2 separate regions of the Canis lupus genome follow, and region 2 is linked to region 1. Evidence: chromatin contacts called from public Hi-C data. All regions are on one chromosome and are shown on one strand. Each heading gives the region's core, a stretch centred on a gene start, on an enhancer-like site or on the middle of the called end of the contact. The rest is flanking DNA. Distances are from core to core; before and after follow the strand shown.

Evidence for each region. A called contact is a pair of places that touch in the nucleus more often than the background predicts.
Region 2: a contact with region 1 is called in a Hi-C map of skin fibroblasts, with 2.0 times the contacts expected there. The contact joins the promoter of NFE2L2 here to the enhancer-like site in region 1. A contact is called at or near these places in 3 of 9 Hi-C or Micro-C datasets (blood, liver and skin fibroblasts).

What each region holds. Positions count from the first base shown.
Region 1 is chr36:21,331,894-21,338,045 of UU_Cfam_GSD_1.0, forward strand. The region is part of intron 1 of NFE2L2 (nuclear factor erythroid 2-related factor 2); the gene reads right to left. Among named protein-coding and RNA genes, the nearest start is that of HNRNPA3, 29 kb to the left of the region's middle. Within about 2 kb of position 2,273, at least 9 of the 20 cell types and tissues checked have an H3K27ac peak or open chromatin away from gene starts, as enhancers often do.
Region 2 is chr36:21,414,659-21,420,626 of UU_Cfam_GSD_1.0, forward strand. It overlaps NFE2L2 (nuclear factor erythroid 2-related factor 2), which reads right to left and starts at 3,938. Exons shown (of 5, transcript XM_038584946.1): 1 at 3,914-3,938.

The sequences.
Region 1 (6,152 bases), core at 1,023-3,522:
GCAGTTTTACGTCAGCAGAGACTCCTAGTAGGTAGTAATAGATTCTACTAGTCCAAGTTTTCCTTTTAGAGAAATCTTTTTTTTTTTTTTCTTCTAGAGAAATCTTACCAAGGATTGTTTCCCCAATCTTCAACCACCAGGGCTTTCTAACAATAAAAGTTCTTGCATACACACTGAGAGATGAATTATCCAACTTAAAATCCTCGATCACACGTTTGCTCTTCCCCGAGTAGTGGAACCATCCTTTCACCCTTTTGTCTTTCAACTAGAAAACGGTCCGGTTTCCTGAGTCTGGCATGTTACTATGTACAGACATTTTCATGGGCTGCTTCCTGTTCACAACAAGTTTCTCAGCAATGACTCAGTCTAAGAAATATGATCCAGCCAGTTTACTGGAACTCTTGCCCATTATGTTTGTCTGCAGGCTGCAAACATGATGCAAAGATAAAGCAAAACCGGAGAGGGAATAGAATAGGAACTTGGGCTGTTGGTTTTCTCAAGAGGCACATATGTGTTTAGCCAAAAAGGAATCAGAAAGAACATTAATTTTCAAAAGGGGAGGTGATTCCACCTGCTACAAAACGTGCACAGCTCCAACTCTTCCAGGAGAAGTGTCACATCTGGACCCAGCAGCTTCTTACTTGGTGGTCTGTGTGTGGGAGGATGCTGCCACCAGCCTGGGAGGGCTTCTGAGAGGGTGCAGCAGGAGTTTGCCAAGGGACTGGCTTGGTTTGATAAGCAAACTTCAGGATACATCTTTCTAATCTCTTCCGCATTTTTTAAAAAAAAGATTTTATTTATTCATGAGAGACAGAGAGAGAAGCAGACACAGGCCGAGGGAGAAGCAGGCTCCCTGCGAGGAGCCCAATGCAGGACTCGATCCCAGGACCCCGGGATCACGCCCTGAGCCAAAGGCAGATGCTCAATCACCGAGCTTGCCAGGTGCCCCTCTTCTGCATTGTTTTAAAAAAGATTTTATCCATTTATTTGAGAGAGAAAGAGAGATCACAAGCAGGGGGAGGAGAGGAGAAGCAGACTCCCTTGCCAAGCAGGGACTCAGTTCCAGGACCCCAGGATCATGACCCAAGCGGAAGGCAGACACTGCTGGAGCCGCCCAAGGGCCCCTCTTCCACATTTTTTAACCAGCCACATAGACGTTCAGTTCTGGATGCCGTCCTCCACACACGGAAGGAACTTCCATCACTACTGGAATGATTCTCCTGGAAAATACACCTACCACACCTGCCCCCCCCCACCAAAGAACCTTCAAGAAACACTGGATCTAACTCTTCAACCTACTTTACCTAAGTTTCACCAGGCATGGACTCACCATGTGGCTCTGCTATCCAAGCTGAGGCCCAACAGCCCTGCTGCCCCTCCTGGGGCTCTTTACAGCCACCGCTGCTACTTCTAAACACCCTGTGGGATCCTTTACCCTCTTTGGGTCCTGCATTTGTAAAAAGAAATTATTTTTTTCAATCTTAAAGCTCCTTTTCAGATTTAACTGCCTACCATTAACTTTAAAAAAGCAAGAACCAGGGTGGGCACCCAGGCTTGGAGGCTGAGTAAGTACTGTACACTGGCTGACTGTCGCTAGTCAAAGACCTTGTCTGCCACGGTGGGAGCAGGTGTTGAACATTAGATACATATATATTCTAGATGGTAATACATATAAACAATCTAAAACACTTAGTTTTCTTTTTTTTAACTGTAGGTTCTGTTAAAATACATTCTAAGGAGTCTGTTTAAATTTTTTTTTAGCATGCTCTTTTTTGAGTATGAAATACTTCTTGAAATAATGAGCCATTAATGGCTAAAATGTCACTTTACTGGAATGGTGGTAGTTAAAATAAAGGTGATGGTCAGGATCAACAAGATTAGTGTACATAACTACTCTAAATGGATAGCCAATCCACCCATCTGTTATTTTTTAAAGATTTTATTCATTTATTCATGAGACACAGAGAGAGAGGCAGAGACATAGAGCTCCCCATGTGGGACTCAATTCCCAGACCCAGGATCACGTCCTGAGCTGAAAGCAGATGCTCAACGCATCAACGCCACCCAGGCGTTCCCCCCCATCTCCCCATCTAATACGTATGTACAGATCACCTCTCAGGTGCCAGTAAGTCTGCTAGGTGCTGGGGATGCAAAGCTAAATAAGACAGTCTCTGACCTTAGTTTGGACACAATGAGAAGCATACAGGAGCCAAGGCAGCAGGAAGGCAAGTATCATTAGGCTGCACAGAAAGACCTCATAGAGATCACAACTCACAAAAGTACCGCAGTCACAACTGTGTGAGTGTCCCACTCAATAAACAAGGGTTAAACCTGGTTTCAAAGGTCTAATCCAAGGAAACATTTGAAAGCAAAAGAGGTCGTGGAGGTGGAGAGAACAGAGAACAATGAATACAAGGCCAAATACTTGATGCATTCTTGGTCTCCCCTCTTGGTGGCGGTAATGGTTTACCCCTCTCCCCACTGAGGCTTGATTCCCCAGCGCAAGGAAAATTCTCAGACCCAGAGACTTCCTTCCCACATTTGGACTTTTAGGTCAGCATGACTCATGTCAGCTGAGCTGGGTATTACTGCTAATGCCACACTGTCACGGAAGGGCCCACAGGACCCACACAGCCCCTTTCATTTTTCAAACAGGGAAACAGGCCAGAGGATGAAATGACTTGTCCTAAGGTCAAAGGTCAAGGATTCCAAAACCACCTACCTCTCTACAACCCTTGCCAGGTTATTTGGCAGAGGGGGAAAAGATACACTGATACATTTTAGATCCATTTTAATTTTTAAATGGGCATCTCTTGCTCTAACTTGCCAGCTTGCAGGTACCTAACAGCTTCTGTTACAGCTGGCGCTTGCCAAGAACTTCATGGTTCACAGGGGTATTCGCCAACAGTATCTCATTCCAGCCTCACTGCAGTGGCCCAAGGGAGGTGGTTTATCTTCATTTAGGGATGAACACATTTAGGCTCTGGGCACCAAGCAACACTGCCCCAGATCACATGTTTGGCAAGTGGCAGAGCCAGGACTCCAATCCAGAACCGATTTGGGGCCTGCCAGGCTCTTCCCAAGCCGTGGTGCCGCTCCCTGGCATTCACACCACAACGGGACAAGGCCTGGAAACTGCTGTAGCCCCAGTGCCCTCTCCCCAGGCAGGACATGAAGACTTGGACGCTGTCTCTCTTTACACTCAGACCTGCCTGTCCTGATGACTCATGGGTATCAGGTCCACCAGCGCATAAGGAGAGGTTCAGGTTTAAATCTACCTTCCCATAAAGACAGTATTTACCCGTTATGTCTTATCTGGGCTTTCTTACAATGGTCGGACTAAACTGTAAACTCCTTTAGGGCATGACAATCTTTTTTTTTTTTTTTTTTTGACAATGTCTTTTAGATAGATAACACATGTATATGTGGTACAAAATTTAAAAGCTGCAACATAATCTCCCAGTTACCCTTCCCCAAGGCAACTGCTGGCACCAATTTTTTGTGTTTTCTTAGGAAGACATTCTATTAAAAACACATAAATAACATATAATCATTGTGCTCCACACTTATTAATGTATTTTTAGAGACAGTTCTAAATCAGGGCATAGAATTGTTCCATTATTATGATTATTTTTTAAAGATTTTAAGTAATCTCTACACCCAACGTGCAGCTCAAACTTACGACCCTGAGATGGAGTCACACGCTTCACTGACTGAGCCAGCCAAGTACCTGGCCCATTATTTTTATTTTTTTTTTAAAGATTTTTATTTATTTATTCATGACACAGAGAGAGAGAGAGAAAGAGAGAGAGAGAGAGAGGGGCAGAGACACAGGCAGAGGGAGAAGCAGGCTCCATGCAGGGAGCCCGACGTGGGACTCGATCCCCAGTCTCCAGGATCAGGCCCTGGGCCGAAGGCGGCACCAAACACTGAGCCACCCGGGCTATCCTGGTCCATTATTTTTAATGGCTGAGCAGTTTTTTCCTCATCAAGATGTACCAGAATAATATACTATTTAATAATATAACTATTTAATTAGTCTCTCATTGGGTTTTTAAGTTATTTTGGATCTTTTTCCTATTACAAATAATTTTTATTGCAAATTATTTGTTATTACAAATTATAAAATACTGCTATAATGAATATCCTTGGACATAAACCATTCCCTGAAAAGGTGTGAAGACATCTGTGGAATAAAGAATCGTAAGGGGAACTGCTGGGTCAAAGAGCACAGCTGACCCATGAACAATGTAGGAGTTAGTGGCACCAACCCCTCACATGGTCAAAAATCCACGTATAACTTTTTTTTTTTCCACGTATAACTTTTGACCAAAGGCCTTACTGGTAACAAACCATAGATTAACACATATTTTGCATGTTCTAAGCATTATATATTATATTCTTACAATAAAGTAAGCTAGAGAAAAGAAGCTGTTATTTAAAAAAATCAGAAGAAAGAGAAAATACATGTAGCTGAAAATCTCTGTGTGTAAATGGACCTGCACGGTACAAGATCAAACCTGTGGTGTTCCAGGGGTCACCGCATAAGCATATGCAACTAAGACACACGGTGCCCCACAGCTCCACACAGAGGTGGCGCCTTTCATACTCCCACCAGCAATGCGTGGCGGTGCCCATTTCCCACTCCCGTCCTGCACATGGTACCCACGTGGTAAGTACATACTAACTGAACAAGATGTCCTGTATTAATTCCAGAATCATTTCAAAACCAGCCCCTCCCTCTCACTTTTTAACAATGAAATTAGGCTGAAGATGAGAATACACATGGCACAGTCGGCTGGCTCGCAAGCAGCAGCGCTTTAACCAGCCGTCTACGTCCAGCCTTGCTCCAGCCCACTTGACCCTGGCCGGCGCCCTTGGAGCCAGGGGAACACTTGTAGGAGCGAGAAACCTAATAAGGGTGTGGCCCGCACAGGGAAGTGGCTGGGCGACGTCTCAGCAGCTGGAATACCAGAGCACGTCGGGCAGAAGCAAACCGCTGCCTTTCCCAGAGACCAGGCAAAGGTCAAAGGAAAAAAGCAAGTCCAGCCTGGCTGACCCATCTACCAAGTTCTTAAAGACCAGGAAAAGGATTCTTTCTAGGGAGGAGTCTCTCAGGAACAGATGTTTCTCAATCATTAAATTACATTTAGAGCACACAACAGACTAAGGAAAGCTGACAGTGATCTTGGGGACCACAGTCCGAACCCAGGTCTGTTGAGGAGGTTCCTGAGGCCAAGAAATGCTAAATGAGTAACCGTCTCATTTGATGAAGCAGAGCCAAGAAGGGGTCATATGGTCAAGCTAACACAAATTAAATTTTAAGGCAGACTTTCTATTGAAATGTCTCTTACTTAGGACTCAGGGAATACTAGGAATGACTTTGAACTTTTTTTTTTTTTTTTAAAGATTTTACCTATTTATTTATGAGAGAGACAGAGAGGGAGAAGCAGGCTCCTTGTGGGGAGCCTGATGCGGGACTCGATCCTGGGGCTCCAGGATCATGCCCTGGGTCGAAGGCAGGCGCTCAAGCCCTGAGCCACCCAGGCATCCCTAGGAATGACTTCGAAAACAGACCACAAAACTGTTGTGTCGCACTGAACCTTGCATCCAAATTAACGGCCTATAAAAACTCTGTTATTTCACCAATGACTAACACTGCATTTTTCTGTGCAGAACTTTCCCTCACCCTGAAGCTCTAAATACCATGTAGTTTCCTGAAGACCCCTGCCCAATGTGACAGAGCTAAGCCCCTTCAGGCAGATCACCTCTGCTACCACAACAAAAGCAACTCAGAATCAACGTGGACTCCACCAAGTTCCCAAATCACAGAGACAAGCCCATGTACCCACATCCCAAACTTGTCAGAATCATCCAAGGGTTCCCTGAGAACGAGTATAATCCAAAAGACAGTTCTACACTGTCTTGGAGAAAGAAAGCCCTTGGAGACAGATCAGAAAACACGCTGACAAGCATTCTTTTTTTGGGGGGTGGAGGGTAGAGGGAGAGAGCTAGCACCACTGACCCACCCAGGTGCCCGCAGGAGAGAGATTCTTAAGAGGACTCCACGCCTAGCAAGGAGCCTGACTCAGGTTTGATCTCACAACCCTGAGATCATGACCTGAGCCAAAATCTAAGAATCAGATGCTTAG
Region 2 (5,968 bases), core at 2,688-5,187, 84 kb after region 1:
TCATCACTGCCCATCAGAGCCAGCAGGGTCAAAAACCTATAGGGCACACCGGGCCTTGCCAGTACTGACAGAGTAGACAAGAATGGCATTAGCAGCTCATGCCAGCATTCAGACCACCCAGATAAGACTACATGAATAGCTTGCACCCATCACAACACACAGTCAAACATAGACCTCCATCCTCTCTCCACCAAGCAGTCAGGGATGATACACAAATTTCTGGCTGCATTAGTGAGTCCAAGGGTAGTACTTACCACTCACAGGAGAAATTTAGGAAGAGGTACATGTTTGAAGAGGAAATGAATTCACTTTTAAGGCCTACAGGTAGAGCTGGCTAAAAGATAGCTGTCTGGGTCTGAAGCTCCAGAGAAAGGTCTCGGCTAGAGAGATATCTGGGAGCATGTAGGTGGTATCATAGATGCCCAGGGGAGAGAAAATATCAAAAAAGGAGGACATGTCAAGTGTCAAAGAGAGAACTGATAGGTGTCCCTTGAGTGTAGCTACAGGGAGATCACTGGTTATCTTGGAGAATGCAGATTGGGAGAGTGAATGGAAAGGGAGGAAGTTGAAACAGTGAGTGGAGATAACTATTCCAAGAAGTTTAGCTGGCGAGGAGTGAGCAGGCTATCGATAGAGGGGGAATGGAGCTTTTTTTAACCCTAGGAGGAAGGAACTAATAGAGTGGAAGAGGCTAAATATATAGATAAGAGTGAGAATAACTGCAAGTAAGGGGAATGAGAGGTCAAGAGGAGATGGGACTCAGAGCATGGGCCAAGATATGGGCCTTAGATGAGGAAGGGAACATCTTTATAAAGAGGTGAGACTGAGGAAAGAGGCAAGGTAGGGAAAGATGCAAGTTGATAGGCTAGCACGGAAAACTAAGACTACTCACATCTCCCAACTTCTATTTCACCCCCTTGATAAGTGGAAAATAAAACCACCTCCAGAGAATAGTAAAGAAGGCAAGCATGGAGGTTTGGAAAGAAAGGGGAATTCTTGAAATATCTGGTGACTCAGAAATAAAGAGCAAGCAGGTTAGGGGAATATGGTAGGATTGCAGGCAGTACTGAAGTCCCACTTGAGGTTGCTGAGCCTGAATTTAGGGCAGCCCAATCTGGGTGACCATGTAGTTTTCTCCAGCAGTGTCCAGCAGCCCAAGAAAAGGAATAGCCATGGAAAACAACTAGATTCAAGTTTCGTCAGGCAGATGAAACAACAGAATAATGGAGCAAAGGAGTTGAGGCCACATGTCAGAGGCTAACATTATAAAGCATGGATTTTTTTCCAGTAAAGAAGGAAAAGGAGATAGAAAATGGATAACAAATAAGGAGAAAAAGGAAAATAGAGTTTCTAATAAGTTTGGAAAACCAATAGAGTAAAAATAACCACAGGAAAAGAACTAGAGGAATAGAAAGTCATGAGTTCAGAGGTGCTGTGGTTTCTTGATGACCAAGTTTGGAGTGGCCATGGGATTGGATGATTGAAACAGAATAGAGAAGGAAACCAGAGATGGAATCAAGGAACTGAGAGAGATCAAGTATGTCTCATGGACATAACAAATGTGCCAGATTGTTGGCAGCACTTGGAATAAAAAGGGATACTGGGGTTCATTGCTAATATCTCTAATAAATAAAGGACATGGCTAGCAGTCAGTGGATGACAGCTGGGGTAGAGAGTGTGACCTGATGGCTATGTAGTCTGGGTCTCAGAGGGCAGAGAACTGAGATGCATGGAAATGACAGTGTTTGACAGAATAAACCTGACCCAATAGGCTCCACTTACAAGGGCTACAGGGAAAGTAGTGTGCTTGCAAGGAAAGCCTTGTTAGGGCTTGAAAGCTAAAGAATGTCCAATGAAGAGGCTGGGAGTCTTCGTTGATGATAGTGTGGGATTCCTGAGGTCACAGAGAAAAAGTTTAAGAGGAAAGGGGGTAGTTGGAAGCTGAATCAAGGATGAGGACGAGAGTTCATAGAGTATATACCCCCTTGAAAGGACTTCCCTTTGAGGCACACATCAAGAATATCAAGGGTCTCACGGATAGCAGGTTTGGCAGCTGCACAGCTGTCACAGAGTTAATGGGTCAGGGCTCTCAGGATTCAGCTTTGTCCTGGGTATGTGACATCTCTGAGTCCTGGGTCTCAGAGTAGTCTGGGTCTTGGCTCCAGGAAAAGTTCCAGAGTGGAGGGCTGCTGGCCTACAGCTCTGGATGGTGTGTGATGGTGTGGCCCTTGAGATGCATGCAGACCAGTGGCTGGGTGATACTCAGTATCTCAACTTCACTCCCTCATATTCTACATTATCTCAATGCCTCTCGGTCTAGTCATTTTAGGACTCAGTTTTGTCTCCAAGCTAGAGCTGAGGAGGAAAGCATTCAGTAACTGTAGAGCACCAGGAGTTGTTTTCAGAAAGGCAGATTTCCTGACTTATCATAGAGTTAACTCGTGACAACCCAAGGAATATTAAAAGGCACTCCTTCAAGGAAAGATGTGATGTTTAGGGTAATGTCCTGGTACATTTGCTTTCATTAAGGAGGAGGAGGAGGAGGAGAAAGAGGAGGAGGAGGAGGAGGAGGAGGAGGAGGAGGAGGAAGAGGAGGAGGAGGAGGAGGAGGAGAAGAGAAAGAAGAGGAGAGAATTTAAAAAAGACTCTGATATGCTGCAAATTGATTTTTTCTTAAATATGAATGACAATCCACTTGGCCTCAGGTTGGTTTATTTATGTACTATAGTTATGTTCACTCTCCATGGTGAGGTTTTTGTTGTAGTTTGCTTAAAAGGCACTGGTCACATTTTAGCTTCTGTTCAGTTCATTACGCATGAACAGTCTAGTGTTCTTTAGAGTACTCTTGAACTCTTGAAATGACAAACGTTGAAGGGGCACTTTCCTTATGTTCTCCTTGTCAGCAGATTTTGTTATGAACATCTTGCTGGTAGACCCCATTGTTAAAAAGAGAAACAACAGGCCCAAAATGGAGTCATTTATGCTAAGCCTATGTCACCACACCGATACTTAATACCTAACTTAATTGCAGTTTCAGCCTCTCCCAGGAATGTAACCTTGAATCAGTCAGGCTGAAATTTCCTGGTTAGTGGTAGTGAGGCAATCTGCCTGATAGGTTCCTGCCATCCCCTGAAGAAAGATGAGGTAATGTGCTTTTCCTTATCCCTGCTCCTACAAAAGCCTTCCATTTTGTACAGCTCCTCAGAGTTCCTCTCTATTTGCTTAGATGGGATGCTCCCTGATTCATGAATTGTTGAGTAAAGCTAACCTGATTTTTATTTTTATTATTTTATTTTATTTTATTTTATTTTACTTTATTTTTATTTTTTGTTAACCTGATTTTTAAATCTACTCAGCTGAATGTTGTTTTTTTAACACCACGAGGAATAATGTTTTTTTTTTAAAAACTTTAGTGGGGCTTTGATGTAAAGTATAAAGGTCTTCTGTCTAAGTCTGCTCCACTCCTTTTCTTTGCATTATTAATTCAACCATAAGTTGCATGCTTTTCAGGAAGTGTGACCTTCTTACTAACTTCTTGAGCTTCAGCGTAGCATCTGGTGACATAGAGATCATTTTACAGCGGGTTCAAAGCATCGGTTGACAAAGAGTCAGTAAATAGCATTGTTTATATCTTAAAGGAATCCAATACTCACAGCAACCCAGGCAGTTTGGAGTTTGGCTGTATCAGATCCCCAGTGTCATGATGCAAATGATCATGTTTATATGACGTTCTGCGAAGCTACGCAGGCTCACTGATGATACTACCCTTAAGATACAGAAAACAGCTAGCGTGGAAAAGAGGCTAAGTGGTCAGTTTCCTCATTCATTGATATCAGTTTGTCATTAATTCTTTACATTCCCACATGATTGATTCAATGTATTTGAGAAAGGTGTAAGATACCTTACATCATACCTTAGGTTCTGCTTTTTTTTTTTAGAAGATGGGTGAGTTGAGAGTAGGCAGGCGATAGCTGTTTGCTGCTGTTGAAGTCGGTTGGCGCCAAGCTTTTCTGGCATTCTTTCATCTGTGCTGCCATCTAGAGAGGAGAATTAGAAACACACAAAGGTAAACTGGAAGTTCCAAAATGGAGTTATGGGAAAATGGATTCTGTAAATTAACTGGTAGAAGCTGTACGAAACATCAGTGAGCTTTGGGGGTGGTAATCTTATGGTTCTTCCCTCTCTCTCTGTCCCTCCCACATACAAAACAGGACTTGGAGATCTGTTTATTGTTTTTTATGACAACATTCCAGTCATTGCTGGGGAACTGTTTCCTGGATTCAAATGGACTTCTTACATAAGTAAAATTCAATTGTGTTAATTTTCTGGTACCTCCAGACTGGTATCCCTAGTTAAAATATTGCTGAAAATGCTCATATTCTCAGTCCTGCAGGATTTGGAGATGAAATGCCAGGATATGTGTGTGTGTGTGTGTGAATTAACAAGATAAAAAGGTCCTGTGAACACAGTGAGACAGTTTCCTGAAGTCAGTATGTTCCACAGAAACTACTAGTTCTGCTTACAGGTGAAATGTTGGTCAAATAAATTCGGGGGAATGCTAGGTAAACAATTTTAAACACTTTTCTTTATTGAAGGCAGAACTTCTGATAGTTTTTAATTTACCAGCATACACTGAACTTTCGAGAGAGAAAATGCTAGGCAAAATCTCCCAAACTTATTTGACCTTGAAGCCCTGGGCTTTTCATAGAACTGGTTGTGTGTGGAACAAACTTCAGGAAATATTACAACAGGGAAAGGAAGTTGGCCTGCTGCATGCATACCATGCGCAAATATACCAGTTCTCCCCTGATCTATCTTCCTCCTTCTGTGTCTAAATATTTTTGAAGCTTTGCTTTGGTTTGAGTAGAGATTGTGGGAATTTAACTATTTTTTTCCTAGCAGAAATTTTATAGGAGTAGGACTTGTTTGATAATTGTTACTTCCAGGTAAAACAAAGTAAGTTTACCTATAACTTTGGCCAGATTTTCTCTTGCAGCTTTTATGTCAAATAACATAAAATAAGATATGGTCTTCTTAGCCACATTTAGAGTGCTCTAACCCTATGCAAGGTGTAGAGAAAAGGGAAAGCTGAGTAAAATATGATTCCTGCCTTTGTCAAACTATTACATAGATGGAGTGATAAAGTTAGATACAACTTACTAAAAGATTCCTTATAAATAAGGTCTTACCAGATTTATTCATCAAGACTGAAATAACAGGGCTTTGTTTCCCCCATGGAAGAAAATAGCCTTAAAGATATACTGTTGTAGCAGCATCCATTGTTTGAGGATTTTGCTTTATTGTTATTTTTAAAAATTAAAATGTCAGTGACCATGAGAATATTCCTGTATTAATTCTGAAAAATGACATTCTTGGTGAAACTAAGTGAGCAATATTAATGCTTCTCTTTCAATAATTTTTCTGCACTTTTGGAAAGGAAATAAATAATTCAGGCATTTGACTTAAGAAGTAATGTCTCTGTTTAGGTATTAAAAAGTATAATAATAAATTATTATCTCTCACAAGGGACACATATTACTTTCATTTTCTAGAAGCAAGTAGTGTTCAGAAAAGAGAATCAGTTTGTCTAATGGCTTGTAAATTTGGGGGTTGAGTCCTGTTTGCCCTAAATCCTATGGACCCTTAGAGTGGGGCAGATAATTTTAGAAAACGTTTATATACCCTCTGATTTCTGTAACCTAAAAATATAACTTGCCAAACTGGAGTGGAAAAAAGTTTTCCTGGGAGGTAGAGAATTATACACATACATATACGACACTATATGAGAGCGGAAACCTTGGAACCATGTCTGTCCTCTTTACCATACTAAACCCAGTGCTTAGTACCGGCTTGGCATGCAGGTCCTCAGTAAAGATTTGCTCAATGAAGTACACACAAATGATAATGTTTGGGATTGGGTGATGGGCATGCATGAACACCTTCAATGTTTTGTCATGTTTTGCAAAAG